Regions from separate parts of the Mus musculus genome. Here all the other regions are linked to region 1. A link is a contact called in public HiChIP or PLAC-seq data. All regions are on one chromosome and are shown on one strand. Each heading gives the region's core, a stretch centred on a gene start, on an enhancer-like site or on the middle of the called end of the contact. The rest is flanking DNA. Distances are from core to core; before and after follow the strand shown. Region 1 overlaps Sgce (sarcoglycan, epsilon). Region 2 overlaps Ppp1r9a (protein phosphatase 1, regulatory subunit 9A). Region 3 overlaps Ppp1r9a (protein phosphatase 1, regulatory subunit 9A). Region 4 overlaps Ppp1r9a (protein phosphatase 1, regulatory subunit 9A).

Region 1 (2,855 bases), core at 174-2,673:
GGCCTAACACCTTTAATGCTTTAAATGTTTGGGAGGCAGAAAGAACCATCTCTCCTAGTTAGCACCCAGTGCTAGGGTGGTCTCGCTCCCTTCTGCACACAGATCCTTGAGAGGCTCACTGAGAAAACAGTAACAGCAAAGCACCCACGAGAAGATCCTACCGTCTGGTCTGTAACACGCATCAACGTGCAGAAAACAAGAGAGTACGAGGTCCGCCCTAACCAGAAGGAGGAACTCTTTCCATCGAAATGCTACTTTCCCAAAAATCTTTTTAGAAAAATATTGGAAAAAATGAGGTTGAGCAGCCAAAAGACCTCCAAGGGGAAGGAAGCCCTTCTTCATCAGTGTACCCAGCTCTGCCCATGTGCTGCTCCCGACAAGGAAAGCTGCCCAGTGCTGAGCACAGCACCCCAACATATCAAACAAGTCCCATTATCTACTGATACTATCTCCAACAGCACCTATTCAAGATCTCTATTCTCCTAGGAGGCAGAGAGTGAAAAAAATCTAGCTTTTCACAAGTCTCGAAAAAATGTTTATAACTTTCCTAGAAATTTTGTGATTTCTACTCATTGCACGCCACAAGTGAACAAGAGTCAGAAAGCTGACATCTCAGGAGAGACAGACTTCCTTGGTTAGAGAGAAAGGTGCTCTATCAGTTTGGTTACAGTCGTGTTCCTTTAATTTTTTTTTCTCTTTAAAAAGATAGCCATGAAATTAGAAGTAAGAACTTGAATGTTTTCCTCTTTCAGTGACGAATATTTATAACTAAGTTTGTTTCGTCATCAATCCCCTGGATGTTTACAGACGCACACCACCCATCAATATATTGAATGGTCTACTTGAATCATATTAGCATTTAATTAAATGAAGCAATCAAAACCCTAGGAACAATTCTGATAAACATCATCTTATAATTAAAATCTGATGAAAAACTTTATTATACTTGCCTCAAATCTTTGAAAAGTTGTCAAACGAAAATCTCCTTAAATTCCCGAGAGCAGTAATAGAGGAGATAACTCTGAATGAAAACATCCAATACATTTCTAATGTGGCTGGCATTTTTTTTTTTTTTGAGACTCACTTAATGGCTTTTCCCACCACAAAGCCACTATTCATACTTAGAATTCCACACTCAACTTACATTTTTAGAACTTCTCTTGCTTTCCAAAAGAGGAACAAAGGCATTACTGGTTGCCTGGCAATTAGAACTAGGAACCAACCACTAATTAGTAGACAATTGTGAATAAGTTAAGAATGAATGAAATAATTGGCTGTGGAGATTTTTTAGGGACACTTGAAAGAAATGAACTTAAAGAAAGCATGGCTTGGGGAAAGAGAACAGCCAGGGAGACTTGCCCATCATCTTGTCCTCACTGGTCATATTCTAATGGCTTTTTAAAGCAGCTTTAAAACAGGCCAACCATTTCTCATTGATCGCCCTGAAGGCTCAGCAATTAGTCACAATGGTTGCCCTTTGTGAGAGTCAGTTTCAACCTGATCACTTACTGAGACAAATCCTGGACCCACCCAAGCTAAAAATCTTTTATACCAAGGGGAAGAATAAGGAGTTCCCATGTAGAAAGGGAGTGGAATGCATCTTTCTTAATTAGACAAGACCTCCACGGAAGGACACTGCTGCTTTAAGATCATTTACCATTTGTTTGTCGTTCTGAGGCCCATTGATGCAAAAGTCTAAGCCACTCTTCTGAGCTCCTCAGTCTAATTAAGGAATGATACAACTGTTTTGCCTCCCGTGATGAAGACAAAAGTGTCATCAATTATAGAGTGCTATGACAATCTTTTACTATATTAGCTCATCCATAAACACTGAATTAGCATCTTAGTACTCACCTGTAGTCTGCGGTTGAGGGATCTGAGTCTGGTGTGGCAAGTTCCTAGAAATGATTAACATTATTGAGTAAAAATGTGTTTGCACACTGGTAATCAGAGACCAAGACACATTAAGATAGAAATCTGCTCGGAGAGGTATCACTCAGATAACGGGCTCAGGTTTTGCACCCTGTGGGGCATTGAGCTATGCACATACATGAGAGAACTGAAGACCAAGGAAGACAAATAGCAATCTCTGATAATGTCCATGAAATTCTTACCATATGCCATAACAAAACTCCCTCATGATTCTAAAACATAGGTCTTATTAGTTTTTCTATTTTCTTATACGTGAAAATAGCCTTAAAGTTTGAAAATCACACGGCTAATAACAGTGGATAAAGATATAAACACAGTGATGCCAGCAATTAAATTACTGATGTGTACAATCTCAAACTAGGTCTAGATCATAAAACCGGTATGGATCTGTGCATACACATATGTCTATATACATCATCATATCGTACAATCATCACTGGTACGTTATAACAGCTTTGAAGGCATATCACTACCTTTATTCACTAAACATGCTATCTTCATGCCAAAAAAGGCCATTTCCCTGCCTGGACTAGGAAGAGTTTCGAGTCCCCCTTGACGTTTCTTTCCGTTCCCAAAGGCAATCACTGGGATGTTTCTCAGCTTTCGTTAAATCTGTCCCCTTCGTTTACACCTTCATGTCTCCCTTGGAGCCTCTGACAGCTCTGATGTAGTTCTTCGTCCCTTACAACCCACTGCTGACCAGTGACCTCCCAAGACACAGATCTGTAACACACACCTCAATATTTCTTATTTCTTTCTCTCTATCAGCAAATTCAATTTCTGGCTTCTTAGTATGTCTTAAGCAGACGGAAAACTATCTGTAGCCTCACACACACACACACACACACACACACACACACACACACACAGAGAGAGAGAGAGAGAGAGAGAGAGAGAGAGAGAGAGAGAGGGAGAGAAAGAGA
Region 2 (2,855 bases), core at 237-2,736, 440 kb after region 1:
AAGCCCCTTGCCACCTTGTGTGAGGGCAGTCGCCGTTGTGGTGCCTACCCATTAGCTGCAGCCTGCCAGGACTGTGCAGTTCTCATCTGCTTCCCAGCTCTGGAGGCTTAGAGCAATGGTTTAGCGCGTGTGGCTAGAGGAATGGTTTAGCATTCGTGGTTGAGACAGCTTGAGACAGCTTCTGAAGTAGCTCAGTGATCTACTGAGTGAAATGAAAGAATGAGTGAGACGGAGAGGGAAGGGGAGAGGAGGACAGGGGAAGGGAGGAGAGGAGAGAGGAGGGAAGGGAAGGGAGGAAAGAGGAGAGGAGAGGTCGGGAGAGGAGGAGAGGAGGGGAAGCAAGGAGAGGAGGGGAGGGGAGGGGAGAGGGAAGGGGAGGGGAGGGGAGGGAGGGGAGGGAGGGGAGGGGAGGTGGGAAGGAAAGGCCTGGAAGCATCCATTCCTCCACAGTGATGCATGTTCTATGTCAGAACTTCTTGACAAGTACTGGGTAGGTTGGGGACTCTCAATATTAAAGCATGGGGCATTTTTGAGGAATGAACCCGTTTTCAAATTGCAAAAATTTACCGTAGTTAAATTATCCTTTAACACTATTTGTATGTTTTTTGTCAAAACTAAACCAATGCAGGCATTTCATTAAAATGTTGGTAAAAGGCTAGGGATGTGATGCACTGCTTTAATTCCAACACCCAGGGGTCAGGGGCCAGGAGCAGAAGCAAGCAGAGTCTGTATGACTTCCAAAACAGTGTTGTCTACATAGCAAGTTCCAGTGGCCAGCCAGGGAGACACAGTGATTAAATAAATAAATAAATCAATAAATCAATCAATCAATCAATCAATAAATAAATAAATAAGCTTTTATTAATTAATTGAAAATTTTAAAGTCTAAACTTAAGCATATAAATTTATTATTTAACTTTATTCTTTCTATAACTATAGGAAACAAATTTAATAATTTTCTGAGTAAGATTTTTAACAGATCTCAAGTCCCCTCTATTTTAGACTTGTCAAATATTATTTTCCATCTGTGAAAACTGTGATATTTCCATACTGTCATTGCTCAGTAACTCAGTCACACCAGTCTATATGAGTTGTCTTCCTAGACCCCTAGACCCTGGGGTGTTAGTGACATCTGTGGCTATGCTCCTCTGATGCCTTGTCGGTAGAGTATGAGGTTAATCTTACCCTGAGCATCTACATATACAGCTCATGGCTCTTATGATGACACTCTTACAGCTTCAAATGTGTAGAGTCTGATTTCTTAGAAAAGGCCTATGCATGCTCCGTAAGCATACTGAAAGAAAGCCATGGACGGATGAAACGGGAAAGGGAGAGACGTATGTAGAACTTAAGACACCATGCACACATCTGGAGGGTGAAGAGGGAATTCGGAGAACAGTTGGCTAAGGTCAAAGTGACCTTTTTTCCCTAATTGATGCTTCCAGTAAGAATGGCATTGGTATGTAAAATTGCGCCTTTGTAATGGGGTTTGAGGTTTAACAGGAACTGAGGCACCTATAGGGATGGAAGTAATTCAAAGCTCCCTGTAAAGGATGGGCATTGCTGCCAAATATTTCTCACAGTTACCTACTCAGTGGCGGATCCATGGTTAGAACACACTGCATCATCTCTTCTGCATAGTGTAAATATGGAGAGTCCTATAAAGCACTTCAGAGTTGGTATTGGGGAAATGGCTCTGGGGCTAAAGTAACTGTTGCCCAAACATGACATCCAGACTTGGGATCCCCAGCACCTGTGTAAACTCTGGGAATGTTGACCCATCTGTAGCCCCAGCACTTGGGAGCCAGCCACGATAGGCAAATCCCTGGTGCTCATTCAACCTTTCCGGCAAATGAGTGAGGTCAGTTCTGTGAGAGACTGTCTCAAACAGTGGGAGGAGAGGAGAGTCCGGAAAGACACTCACCATTGACCTCTGACCTTCACCCTACCGCACACACATGCAGACGTGCACGCCGAAAATCACACAATTATGTGTGCTCCTTCAGTCGCTCACCTTTTTTCAGTACTGACTTCTAGCTGTTGAGTATAATTTTGAAGTACCTTATCTTATAAAAGTAGAAAAACTGTGAAAGAATAAACTGTACAATGCTGATATAAGGATTACATCTGAATTAAGTACTAGGAGCAGTGCCTAACTCCAGCTGGACTTAGCGCTAGCCACCACTGTGGTAGTGTGGACAGCAGACACTTCCTGGAGCATTGACAGCAATCCCAGTGCAGCTCTGAGGATGAAAGTTGTCTTAAGCTGTGTTGTTATCTTGAGCTTTCTAGAAATATCATGAAACAATGGAACGTGACAAAGACCTAGTCAAAAGAAGTATATCCAATGTATTGTATACCTTGTGTGTTCTCTAGCCAGCAAGCTTCAACAATGGTCATACTGGAGAGAGACACTATAAACCATAGCTCAAACAATTGTCTCGGCTTCCTAAGAACACAGAAAAACAAGTCCTGGTTTCTAAGGAACCTGGGAGCTGACAGGGAGAGCTGGCAGAGGGAGGCTTGCTACAGCCTCCATCTGGGCTCACACAGTTCACTCAGCGGCAACTGTGCCAAAGAATTGTCTCTCATTAAAACAGTCTTCCCTCCTTTTAATTTTTTTTATGGTTGTTCATTGCTTTTGTCTTGTTTTGAAACGGGGTGTCACTGTGTAACTTAGACTAGGCTCAAACTTTTGATCCCCCTGTCTTGACAGCCTGGGACCTGAGATGACAAGGAGTTTTATTTGTTTGCTTTTCATAGTGCCTTGCAAGTATAAGAATCCCAGATGGCCACTTGTTTTTTGTTGTTGTTGTTTTTTGGTTTTTGGTTTTTTTCTCTCTCTTGGAATCTTA
Region 3 (2,855 bases), core at 234-2,733, 360 kb after region 1:
TAAAGGCGTGCGCCACCACTGCCCAGCTGAGTATTTTTTACATGAAAAAATACTGATGTCTTGTATTTTTCATTTTTCAACTTTTCTTGTGTTATTTTTGACCCATTAGACTCATCACAAGGTGTGTAGGTCAGAGTTGGCACTTTGATAGCCATTTCCATAAAAAACTATCCACTTCGCTGCAGGACGAAGACTTGCAAAGTCATGGGACTTTAACCAGTTTAGGCTGGTTAGAGCAGAATATTTTTGCAAGTAATTGGCGCACACAAGTGGAGTGGACTATGCAGGATTCTCTAGTCTTCAAACTTCAAATCAACAGGTTGAATCAGGACCAAAGATTACTAAAGATAATCTTTCTTTTCCCCTTAAAATCTACTAATTGTGGACTTTAAACATGCCTGCAAAGTACCTTCTTGATGACATCTGGCATAGTATATAAATAAATGATTGAGGCAATAACCTGGACACATCAGATGAAGGGGTCTGTCTTCAGCTCTATTTGTCTGAGGGTCAGAATCAATTGTAATTCACCTCTCACTAGAATATATCTAACACCTTCCTCCTCTGTACTGAAGTTAACCCATGATCCTCACCTACTTTTTTGGCTCATTCCTTTGCCCATTTTTTTCTTTGTTATATTAAGTACCTGGCATGAGGTACTTTATAAGACTGCAGTTCTGAAGGTTCATGGTATGGCACTATTCTTGCTTTGTTCTGGTGAAGGTACAAGGCAGGAGATGTAAGGAAGGAAGATCCCAAATGCAGACTCCTCAGGTGACCTGAGATTCTCCCATTAGACTCTCCTTTTTAAAGGTTTTACTCCCTTTTCAGCCTTTCACCCTGGGCTTCAAGCATCTAACTATGGGGGGATGAACTCAAGCCATATCTCAGCTACTGTAGGTGGCTTATCAGCCCTGTTCATGGTACCGTATTCTCTTCAACTGCTGTTGGTCAATGAAAAACAAGTCCCAAATCCAGGTGTGGTGGAACACACCTTTAATCTGGGCCACATTCTAGTGCTTCTATGACTTCCTGACGTTGGTTATCTGTATTGGGCTTGTCTAGAGTCACAAAATGTATGGAATGTCTTTCTATAGTGAGGGAATTTATTATGATGATTTACAGTCTGTAGTCCAACTCCCGAACAAGGGTCAGCTATGAATTGGAATTCCAAGAATCTAGTAGTTTCTCAGTCCCACAACAGTAATTGTTTCAGGTGGTCTTTTGTAGAAATAGATTCCAGCAGATGTGCTGGCAAGTAAATGCAAGCTCGAAGAGCAAATCTTCCTTATTGCATTGTCCTTACTGTAGGCCTCCAGCAGAAGGTGTGGCCCAGATTAAAGGTGTGTGCCACCACACCTGGATTTGGAACTTGCTTTGTCCCAGGCTGACCTTGAACTCAAAGATCTCCTTGCCTCAGTCTCAAAGGATTAAAGGCACATACTATCTCTCCTGAGCCTAGGTTTTTCATGGTCACAGTGCCTCAAGATCTCCATGACAATATCCAGGTCGTAATCTTGCGTCTTCCATCCTCAAGATCTGGGTCACAGGTGAGCCCTCCAATTACAATTACAATCCAACTATTGTAGTTCATTCCAGTGTCCTTTTTTCCTAATGCAAACATTTATTTTAGGTGATCTCCTTAAATGGGCTGTTTTAGTTGGTTTCCTGTCGAATCTTAGACCTGAAGTGCCATTCCCAAAATTAAGACCTTAGAGTTTGGGGTTCTTAGTTCCTGATAAGAGATGTATCCACATATCTTTGGAAGTTTTGTATGTCACGTGGGAACTTGTCAGCCATCTTCTGAGACCCTCAGTGTGGCTGGTACCTACTTTCCCTTACTTACCCAAAGGGTAGTACTCTTGCCCCCCTGCTTCCAGTTCAAGGATGTGCAGAACGGCCTTCCTCCGGGGGAGTTAGAGCCACTTGTTGACACTTAGAGTGGAAGGAACAGCCAGAGCCAACTGTTTCAACAAACGCTAGAGCAGAGCCAGCTCACCCTAATGTATTTGTTGGAAAGCACTCACTTCTGGGAGTTCAAAATTGCCCCACCCCCACCCACCCCCACCCCACCCCATCCCCAGAAGAAGTATCATTTGGGATCATTAGTATTTTTTAGTTATTAATTTCTCATGAAATGTTTAATTTTTTAATAATAATTTGAAAAACACCAAGAAAAACATGACCATTATTGGATAGCCTAGTTCTCTGTTAAACTGTCCATTAGGAGAGTGAAAAAAAAAAAAAAAAACCAACAAAAAAACAAAATAAACCTCACTATTTTGAACAGATCCTAGAATTTTAACTATTATTTATTTATTTATTTATTTATTTATTTATTTATTTATTTAGAGACAGGGTTTCTCTGTGTAGCCGTGGCTGTTGTGGAACTCACTCTGTAGACCAGGCTGGCCTGGAACTCAAAAATCTGCCTGCCTCTGCCTCCCAAGTGCTGGGATTAAAGGTGTGCACCACCGCTGCCCAACTCTAGAATTTTATAAATTTGGGACAATCCAAGTTTTTATTTGTGAACTATATTTATAAGAACTTAACAAAATTATTCTAGTACTTTAACAACACATATTTGTAGATAAACAATATTGATTATACTGACTTTTGTACTGTTCTAAATAAGAGATGAGACATTCTGATTGCTTTTGCTTCAGTGAAAATTTCTGTGCCTGGAAGATGGCTCCTAGCAAGCAGTAGTGCGAGCCTGGCAACCTGAGCCCAGTATCTAGAGGCCACAACACAAGGGAGTGCTGGCAAGGGAGTGCTGACTCCACAGAGTGCTCCTCTGAGCTCCATGTGCATGACAGCTCACGTGCATCAGCACACACACTTGTAATCGTAGC
Region 4 (2,855 bases), core at 262-2,761, 300 kb after region 1:
GGCACTAGGTAGTGTTCTGTCCACGTGGCCTTTAGAAAGTCCCCACTGCCCCCAGCCACAGAGGCTGGCCATTGGGGGACATGGTCAACCCTTAAGATGATAGCTTTGTAAGAGAGAAGGTTGGTGTTTATCTAAAAAACACACCACTGTACTGGCTAAGAAGAGGCTCTGAAACTGTTCAAAAATATATTTATAATATGTCTGTAGCATTTTTATGTGTGCAGTGCTAAAAATAACCATAGAACAAGCTTTCTTTATGTATGGAAAGTCCACAATGTTGACGCTAGCCTTCTTTCATTTAAGAGGGCATACGAAGCAGGGTTTGCGCTGTCTGTAGGAATGAAGAAGGAGGAGTTACGGTGCAGCTGGGGTCTTTGAGGACATGTGATGTTCAGATGAGGATGCATAGCAAAGAACAGGTCAAAACTAGGGGTTCCTTTTTTTTGTTTGTTTGTTTGGTTTTTTTTGTTTGTTTGTTTTGTTTTTTGTTGTTGTTGTTTTTGAGGCAGGGTTTCTTAGCCCTAGCTGTCCTGGAACTTACTCTGTAGATCAGGCTGGCCTCGAACTCAGAAATCTGCCGGCCTTTGTCTCCCAAGTGCTGGGATTAAAGCCGTGCATGTGCCGCCACACCCGGCCGTAGGCATTCCTTTTAGGAAGGCAAAGATTACAGTTTTGATTTCAGGATCCTCTGTGGGTTTGGAACCAAAAATAAAAGGCTAGTCTGCAGATTTAAAAAACATTGCATGCCCCCATGTGATAAATAAAATGATCCATGAAGAGAGAAACGTTTGCTCTCTGCTCCCAGGTGAACTAGAACAATGTGGGTCAGAAAGAAAAACCAGCTGTTTCTACCTGGGGCTGATTGAATGGCAGCAGTGAGAGTCTGGCTCAGGACTGTGTGATGTACTCCATAGGGCCAGCGTTGCCCCTAGAGGACATCCTCATAGGCCTTTACTCTGTAGTGCCTGTGACTGTTTAAAGAGCTCCTTGGTGGCCACGCTGCTGTAAGACTGCTCAGTGGGTGTGAGTGCAGCTTTCTTGTTGGACGGTTGCCAGTGGCATCATGGCCAATAAAAACGGGTTGTCAGGTACTTGTGAAAGGACGTCTTTAAAAAGGGTAAGTGTAAATGAGCAAAAATCACCTGTCACACGTGACTGGGTTTTCTCCTCAGGATTCTGAGGCAGGTTCTTTTAGTAAGATGTTATCAGTGATGAAAAAAATTACCTTTTGTTTTCAGTAGTTAGATTTAAGTCACTTATGAAAATCTTCAAAGGAGTGTTAATGCATCTTGTTTAATACAAAGGCTCATGTAGAAAATACAACCTACGAACCTCACCAAAATGAAAATCTAGGTCAGCTATCCCTCAGTTTTTCAATTGTGTGGTGTTGGTTCCCTACGTGTCTCCTCCTTCAGACTGTACGAAGTCTTCAAATCACCTCTATAGTCTCACCCGGAGGTCACAGTTACAGGAAGTACCTGGTGTGGCGTGCTTGGGTAATCCCTTGCGCAATTAGAGTTGAAACCACTGCTGTAGAAACAGGAGGTTGGAACCTTGTTGGAGTCCTGTGCAGTGGGAGGGTTGAGAAGAAAGCGCGAGCAAGTCACACGTATGCCTTCAGAAGGATAGGAACGAGGGAAGACCTTCCTTGTGTTCTGCACACTGTGACCTCTGTCAGTCCTGGAAATAGTCCCTGAGAAATGATGGGGTTGCAGTTCTTGTTAGCAGAGAAGGAAACAAATGGATTACTTTTAGTCTTCTTGTTCTACTTGACTTTAGGTATAAAGTTCACTGTCAGGTACATTTCTAGCATTTTAGATGAGATTAGACATGTTTCTGGTGGTGTGGCCATAAACTCCTACCATTTTAGGAAAAAAGAATTCTACGCCTGAAATATCAGAAAAATATATGAATGGAATAGATCAAGCCAAAGAACTTCAACAAACATTCCTCTTTGTTTCCTGTCTGAACTGATAGTTTAGTTATTGCACATTTTTAAATGAAAGTCATTGAAAAGATTAGGATACGCCCCCCCCCCCCCCCCCCCCCACACACACACGTACAAGTTAAGAAAACTATTAGAAGGACTGGGAGAGAGAACACACCCAGATTTCATTTTTTTCCTCTTAAAATCTATGAGAAATACTTAAAATCTTCAGTGAAAACTTATTTTATCATTATCTAATTTCTCCTACACTTTCAATAAAATTAACCGTACATTCTAAAGTGGGTATTTGACACATACTTTTTTTTTTTTGTTTTGTTTTGTTTTTTTGTTTTTCGAGACAGGGTTTCTCTGTGTAGCCCTGGCTGTCCTGGAACTCACTTTGTAGACCAGGCTGGCCTCGAACTCAGAAATCCGCCTGCCTCTGCCTCCCGAGTGCTGTGATTAAAGGCGTGTGCCACCACGCCCGGCGTGACACATACTTATTAGTTGAAAGTGTTCCATGTATGTAGAACTGGTTTGAAGCTGAAAGGACTCCACCACCTCAGTAAAAGCACTAGAGCTGTGTAACTGAGCTAAGGTTTCGCTTTTATCTGTTCATTCTCGAGTTGTGCGTCGTTTAGCCAGTGTGGTGCTCTGTTGGAATTGTTGTCCTCTGCTCATGGTTAAATATACTCGTAGTGACAGATGACCGCACCCACTTTATCCACCATTCACTCCTGCACATTGCAACAGTGGAGGGAAGGAGACACAGAGAACGGGTTCCTCCTACCCTGGACGACAGTCACACCATTACAGAGCTGTTGCATGTTTGTCTGTGAGGAAGACAGGATGTATTTCCACCAGTCAGCAGGTAAAGACTACTGATCATACTTAACAGAGATAAAAATGTTTTTATTTTTTTAATGAA

What was found. HiChIP or PLAC-seq counts read pairs in DNA pulled down with a chosen protein or histone mark.
Region 2: an H3K27ac HiChIP or PLAC-seq map of embryonic stem cells shows a contact between it and region 1, with 5 times the contacts expected there. The contact joins two enhancer-like sites. A contact is called at or near these places in 1 of 15 datasets of contacts at CTCF or cohesin (large pre-B cells), 7 of 484 Hi-C or Micro-C datasets (the G1E-ER4 cell line, the N1E-115 cell line, Sertoli cells and 3 more) and 9 of 115 datasets of contacts at active chromatin or transcription factors (embryonic basal ganglia, embryonic limb bud, embryonic stem cells and 1 more).
Region 3: a contact with region 1 is called in an H3K27ac HiChIP or PLAC-seq map of embryonic stem cells, with 12 read pairs. The contact joins two enhancer-like sites. A contact is called at or near these places in 3 of 115 datasets of contacts at active chromatin or transcription factors (all in embryonic stem cells) and 1 of 9 other capture datasets (embryonic stem cells).
Region 4: an H3K27ac HiChIP or PLAC-seq map of embryonic stem cells shows a contact between it and region 1, with 9 read pairs. The contact joins two enhancer-like sites. A contact is called at or near these places in 1 of 484 Hi-C or Micro-C datasets (granulocyte-monocyte progenitors) and 6 of 115 datasets of contacts at active chromatin or transcription factors (embryonic stem cells and trophoblast stem cells).

What each region holds. Positions count from the first base shown.
Region 1 is chr6:4,676,213-4,679,067 of GRCm38.p6, forward strand. It overlaps Sgce (sarcoglycan, epsilon), which reads right to left. Exons shown (of 11, transcript NM_011360.3): 10 at 1,855-1,898. Among named protein-coding and RNA genes, the nearest start is that of Gm38761, 23 kb to the left of the region's middle. Within about 2 kb of position 1,424, at least 9 of the 459 cell types and tissues checked have an H3K27ac peak or open chromatin away from gene starts, as enhancers often do. A contact at or near this core is called in embryonic stem cells, where this site is marked.
Region 2 is chr6:5,117,900-5,120,754 of GRCm38.p6, forward strand. All of the region lies in intron 11 of Ppp1r9a (protein phosphatase 1, regulatory subunit 9A), which reads left to right. Among named protein-coding and RNA genes, the nearest start is that of Gm46949, 35 kb to the right of the region's middle. Within about 2 kb of position 1,487, at least 9 of the 459 cell types and tissues checked have an H3K27ac peak or open chromatin away from gene starts, as enhancers often do. A contact at or near this core is called in embryonic stem cells, where this site is marked.
Region 3 is chr6:5,031,913-5,034,767 of GRCm38.p6, forward strand. All of the region lies in intron 2 of Ppp1r9a (protein phosphatase 1, regulatory subunit 9A), which reads left to right. Among named protein-coding and RNA genes, the nearest start is that of Gm52886, 21 kb to the right of the region's middle. Within about 2 kb of position 1,484, at least 13 of the 459 cell types and tissues checked have an H3K27ac peak or open chromatin away from gene starts, as enhancers often do. A contact at or near this core is called in embryonic stem cells, where this site is marked.
Region 4 is chr6:4,972,015-4,974,869 of GRCm38.p6, forward strand. The region is part of intron 2 of Ppp1r9a (protein phosphatase 1, regulatory subunit 9A); the gene reads left to right. Among named protein-coding and RNA genes, the nearest start is that of Gmfg-ps, 70 kb to the left of the region's middle. Within about 2 kb of position 1,512, at least 45 of the 459 cell types and tissues checked have an H3K27ac peak or open chromatin away from gene starts, as enhancers often do. A contact at or near this core is called in embryonic stem cells, where this site is marked.